2 separate regions of the Triticum aestivum genome follow, and region 1 is linked to region 2. A link is a contact called in public HiCAR-type data. All regions are on one chromosome and are shown on one strand. The core of a region is the stretch at or near the end of the contact, and the rest is flanking DNA. Distances in the headings are between cores, read along the strand shown.

Region 1 (3,084 bases), core at 377-2,876, 37 kb before region 2:
CGGACAAACCCATGGTGTGGCACTGTTCGGGGTCGATCCTATCCACAATGTGCGTGTTCCTGGCCTCCGATCGAAAACAAGCTGTGCACGCAGAAACAGGTGGCAGCCGGGATTCTAAAAGAAAAAGTGGTAACCAAGATCGGGATTTCAGATTGGTACGCTTGTACGTGGCTGCTGCTGCTGCTGCTAGTCAAGGCAGCTATAGATAGACAGTGCATGCCACACCCAAAGCCACCGACGAAACCCATTCTCCTGTATCCATGTCCATCTCCAGTTCTTGGTCGGCGACGGGACCCTCCATATATACTGTCGTTGCATGGGTGGATAGGCAGGCTAGGTAGGTGGACGGATGGATCACATGGTCGTCCCTGTCCATGAAGGGTCTGGCCCCGGCTCCGGCCGGATAAGGCAGAGAGATAGCCTGTTTCTCAATTGTAGTACCCGATCAACATGGTTTATTCCACATAGATGAATGCATATGTGTCACGCGATGTACTCCCTCCGTTCCAAAATAGATGACTCAATTTGTACTAACTTTAATATAAAATTGGGTAATCTATTTTGGAACGGAGGAAGTAGCTAGTAGAATGTGACGATGATTGTAGAAGCAAAGCCACGGGAACTAGCCAAGGGGATATGGCCTAGGACGCACAAACTTGCTCAAAGCTACACAACCAACCCAAAACTACTCGCAGTTCAGTTTAAAGAAAAGAAAAAACTACTCGCAGTTTCTTGTTCTTTGGTTGACTAAAAACCTTTTTAGGTTGGTCAACTTGTGAAAGGCGTTGTTCCGAGCCAAATACAAATACTAGAGTTTAGGCAACTGGTTGATACGATTTCTACCTTTTAATTCTTTTCCACAGGCTTCGTGTGCCAAGCAGAGCATATACCCCATACTGTTACCAGCTCGTGCGTGCCTTGTCCGATCGTAGATGCATGTGTGATGGAGTTTCAGATCAAAGTGCTACGTACTCCTGTTTGAATCGATACTCCTAGCTAGTACTCCCTCTGTCCGGAAATACTTGTCATCAAAATGAATAAAAAGAGGTAGCTACTACACCTTGGGCTTTGGCTTAGCTTGGCCCCTAGCCGGCCGTCCCTTCGCTTTGCCGACCTTGGGTGAAAGCAAAAGGATGAAAGCTGCACGCACCCGTGCATGCGGGCGGCGCATGCAAGCGACTACTGGAACGCGCGCGAACCCTTCCGGCCGGCCAGCCGCAGTGCTGGATACGCCGTCGTTCTCCCCGCGATTCCCTGGCCGGAACAAAGTGCTCGTGATTGGAGCCCGCGATTCCCACGAGCGCCGGGCCAGCGAGCGAGGGGGCGATCACCTGCGCTGCTCGCGTCGATCCCGCGCGCGGCCTCGTTCCGGCCGCGACGGCAACGCGCGCGGGTCGATGCCGAGCCGAGCCGAGCCGATCGATCGACGTGGGCACGTACGCAAAGTACGTCGTTGTGCGGACGGTGGATGGTCGTGGCGCGTCGCGCTGGATGGCGTTGGCGCCGTGGAAAAGATTGCTCCGCCGGGTTTCGACGTCGGAGCCAGGACCCGAGAGAGAGCGACGTACGGGGCGGGAGGCCGGCCGGTCGCCGTCTTATCGGCGCGGATGAGGACGGACTGATCACGTGGAGGTGGGGCTCGCGCGCCACCTCCGTCCCCGGCCGGCCGAGACAACAACGGTCGTTGTCGGCGTGGATGAGGTGATCCGTTCCTCTCCATGTCGTGGCTGTGCCGATCAGCAGCCACCCGGGTGGAATTCATGGAATCTAGCTACTTCTTCTTTTTTTTTTGCGAAAAGGAATCCATGGAGTACTTCTTTGTAGACGAAAACGGGGTAAAAACAGCACCGTCTCCGTGTCCGTGGCGTGGAAATTCCCACAGACCACAGCTGGGATGGGGCTGCGCCTGTGTGTGTGTGTCTCGACCCATCATCAGTGGACACAAGGATATCAGCACGTACTATGTACGTAGGTACGGCGACGTCACCGCCTACGGCGTCGCGCACTCCACCGTGCATGCATCTTGTACCTCTGGCCATCGACAACGAAGGGTCACGCTGCAGCCGGGCACGGAGGGAGGGCTGACGGACGGGCAGTATCGTCGTCATCAGCAGTTATCTTTCATCGATCATAGGTATCCATTCAATTCTTTTTATTTCGTATATACCATAAGATTTGTCTGAAGTCTTCATAAACTTTGACAAATTTTATATCAACATGTACAATACAAACTTTTATAACAGGGCCGGGCCGGCAAAATCGGGGGCCCTGTGCGAAACTAAAAAAGGGGCCCTACCTTACAAAAAAAAAGTAAGGTGCAATTATAATGTATCTCTTCTCTACTATTATAGTGTAGCAGTTTGAATTTGGATTTACCACTTCCCTCCCAGCTTCCCGCCAAAACGCTTTTGAGGTGCTTGGAGCCGTTGATTTCCCACATTAGGTTGGCATCTACCGTTCATCAATTGTCAGCGCTACGTATCCAACGGCGAGCATGCACCGGATTCGCCTCTCCTGCCGTGAGTCGCAGGTCCACAGTGAACCAGCTGCAGGAACCACCTAGAAGCTTTACGGCATTTCCCTTAAAAAAACATAGAAGCTAGAAGGCTGTTCCAGAAACTTACCCGTCTGCCGTCTGGCCGGTCTCAATGGATGGATTTTTTTAGCTTGACCGAGCCAGTACCTGTCTTATCACATTTTTCTAAAGGGTATGACGATTCAGCCGCCGTAGGAGTACTACGATTTTTATGTAAAAAAGGGTACTACGATCCAGCCGCCGTAGAAAAATGGTATGACGCACCACTATGTACGAGTCACATTTTTCTAAGCAAAGACAGAGATTTCTATCATTCCATAAACATAGAAGAAACTAAATAGATGATTCACAATCTAATATGCTCACTATCTCATACTTCCTCCGTTCCTAAATATAGGTATTTTTAGAGATTTCAATAAAAACTACATATAGATGTATATAGATATATTTTAGAGTCTATAATCACTCATTTTACTTCGTTGTAGTCCATATTGAAATCTCTATAAAGACAGTTAAGACAACCGCAAAAAAATAAGAAATCTCTATAA
Region 2 (2,842 bases), core at 90-2,589:
TCCCTCTCAGTGGATGATCCGGCCGGATAAAGCGGAGAGGATACCCTGTTTTGTTTACTTGTAATCTTTGTCTATTAGTATGTCACATGCCATCACTGTAGGTAGACCCAACAAAAGACGATGTAATTAATTCACGTAGACGGACGTAATGTTTATTAACGAGTATGACGAGCCACAGGGAGAAACAAAACCAGGATATAGCTAGTAGAATGGCATGATGATTGCTGAAGAAAAGACTCGGCAAGGTGGAAGGAAACTGATGGCCTAGGACACACAGACCTTTTATTGTTGTTCTTCATTTGCCTGAAAAACCTTTTTTGACTGGTCGACTTCTGAAGGCGTTGCTCCGAGGCAAATACGGGGATGCTGTAGCGAGTGGCATCAAAGCCGAGCAAGTAACAAACGGGAGCCGAGGACGGCACGACAACGACGTCGCGTGAGGAGAGGAGTCGAAGGTTGACAGGTGCAGGTGCTAGAAGGTCGTTGACGTCGCGGTTCGGGGCAGCAGCATGGCGAAGGAAGCGGCTCGGGCAGGGGAGTTACTGGTTAGGCCGGGGCAGGTAGGAGAAGGGATGCGGAAGATGAACGGGAACCATCGGATGTGAATCAAACGGATCTGAAAATCGACTAGCTTGAAAGAAAACCGGACAAGTGATGCATAGCTGGTCCCAAACTACTATACTGAAAATCTAGATTTTATTTCCGAGTCGTACTGAAAATCTAGGTTTAGGCAACTGGTTGGTGCGATTTCTGCCTTCTAGTAATTCTTCCCCGCGGGTTGACCATGTACCCGGCCAGGTACATATACTCCCTCTGTTCTATTATATAAAGGTGTATTTGTTTTTTTAAAAGTCCAACAAGTGCATGTTTCACCAAGTTTTTAAAACAATGCAAATTTTATGTCATTTGATCCATCATGAAAATTAGTTTCATATTTTATCTATTTGGTACTAGAGATGTTGTTATTTTGTTCTATAATCTTGGTCAAACATTTAAATGGTTGACTTGCATGAAAATCAATACATCTTATATTATGAAATGGCAAGCGTATACTGTTCCTAGCTAGTTCATGCATGCATAGCATATAGTAACCGGTAAAGCAACGCAACGCAACGCAGAAGCAACGCGCGAATGGGATGGATCGTCGCGGTGGATGGCGTGGCCGCCGTGGAAAAGATCCGGTGCCGTTCCAGAAGGCCACATCCTATGGAGCCAAATAGAGCGCGTCGTACGGGAGCCGGCCGGTCGCCATCTTATCGGCGCGGATGAGGACGGACCCATCACGTGGAGGTGGGGCTCGCGCGCCACGCCCGTCGCCGGCCGGTCGTTGTCGATCGGCATGGATGAGACGATCCGATCTTGCATGCCGTGTGTGGCTTGGCTGAGCTAGCTGGTCAATTAGTCGTTCGACAGATCAGCGGCTGTCCGGGTGGAAATGGAAAGGAGTCTAGCTACTTCTGTAGCTGAAAGCGGGGCATAAAAACGGCACCATTCGTAGAGTGCAAATCCTGCGTGGCTGAGTAGCCAAGCACAGACGACGAGACACAGCTGGGGCCGGCCGGGCTGCATGCACCTGTATGTGTCGACCCATCAGTGATCAGTGGACAGCACATACGTACTTCCTTCGCTCGGAATTACTCGTCCAGTAAATGAATGTATCTAGATGTATGTTAGTTGTGGATACATCATTTTTTGACAAGTAATTCCAAACTGAAAGAGTATGTACGTAGCATGGTGACGTCACTGCATACGGCAACCCGCACGCAGACTAGTCGACGTGCGCCCTCCACCATGCATACATTCTTCTTGCAGTACATGCTGTACGTCTGGCGATCGATCGACCGAGACCAGCGGTGAGCAGTCATGCCGCGGCCTGCGGCGGAGGGAAAACGAACGGACGGACGGGCAGTCTCGGCCAATCTCATCAATCTCGACCCGTCATGATCCGTTCCGTTGTCTGTCAATCGATCGAACGTACGTACGTGTCCTTCCCTTTCGCTTTCATGTTTAACTGCTAGCACCACCTGTGTTAATTTCCCTCCGAAAGTATCTTTATAGGAATCACCGGGAGAGAGTTCTCCCATCTGAAAATATTTCCCTCTCAAAGTGATACTACTCCATGTGTGAACTATAAGAGCATCTACAATCGGACCTCTCAAACCCACCTCATATGCCCGAGCGGGCCGATCGGTCACTACACGGTCACGATTTTTTGACCCAGACGGGCCCCTCAAACGGCTCTCAGACGTCCGGGCTGACCGGCACCCCCCATATCCAGCCCAAATATGGGGCGAATATGGGGCGGCCGGGTTCGCCCGCCACGTCGTACCCGACAACCCTACCCCATCCCAAATTGCACCAAATCCACCAAACCCTTCCTTCTCCTCCCGTCGCCCTCCAACCATTCCCGCGCCCGGACTCTCGCTGGCCTCCACCCTTGCTCTCAATCCTCACCTTCGGTCCCGATCCACCGCCGGAGATGTCATCCAACCCGACCCACACCGCCACGACGGAGACGTTGTCCTCCTCGTCCGTCGGCGGCGTGATTTTTTCCGCGGCGACTTGCAAGGCTGAGAACGTCGCCCACAAATTGCAGCGACGCCGGCAGTGAGAGAGGGAGGAGGCGACGGCGTCGCAAGGAGGTTCGGACGTGGTGGAGCAGCAGTCTCCCCCGTCGCGCCCGGATCCTCACACCCCTTCCCTCCGAGCGCCCCCAGTTGGGACAGTCGATGATCTGACCACCGACTAGGCCATTCCAGAGAGCTTTGTGACCACGCAGATGCCGGCGGTCGACGTGTGTGACTCGTCGCAGCTCTTTCGGGCGTGGATGAGCACAGGCTCC

The links. HiCAR-type assays count read pairs that join an accessible place to other places.
Region 1: a HiCAR-type map of leaf shows a contact between it and region 2, with 2.2 times the contacts expected there. The contact joins two enhancer-like sites. A contact is called at or near these places in 1 of 5 Hi-C or Micro-C datasets (leaf) and 1 of 1 datasets of contacts at active chromatin or transcription factors (leaf).

The regions. Positions count from the first base shown.
Region 1 is chr7B:5,488,638-5,491,721 of IWGSC CS RefSeq v2.1, reverse strand. No RefSeq gene overlaps it. Among protein-coding and RNA genes, the nearest start is that of LOC123157129, 98 kb to the right of the region's middle. Within about 2 kb of position 1,626, at least 5 of the 8 cell types and tissues checked have an H3K27ac peak or open chromatin away from gene starts, as enhancers often do. A contact at or near this core is called in leaf, where this site is marked.
Region 2 is chr7B:5,451,533-5,454,374 of IWGSC CS RefSeq v2.1, reverse strand. No RefSeq gene overlaps it. Among protein-coding and RNA genes, the nearest start is that of LOC123157129, 61 kb to the right of the region's middle. Within about 2 kb of position 1,339, at least 5 of the 8 cell types and tissues checked have an H3K27ac peak or open chromatin away from gene starts, as enhancers often do. A contact at or near this core is called in leaf, where this site is marked.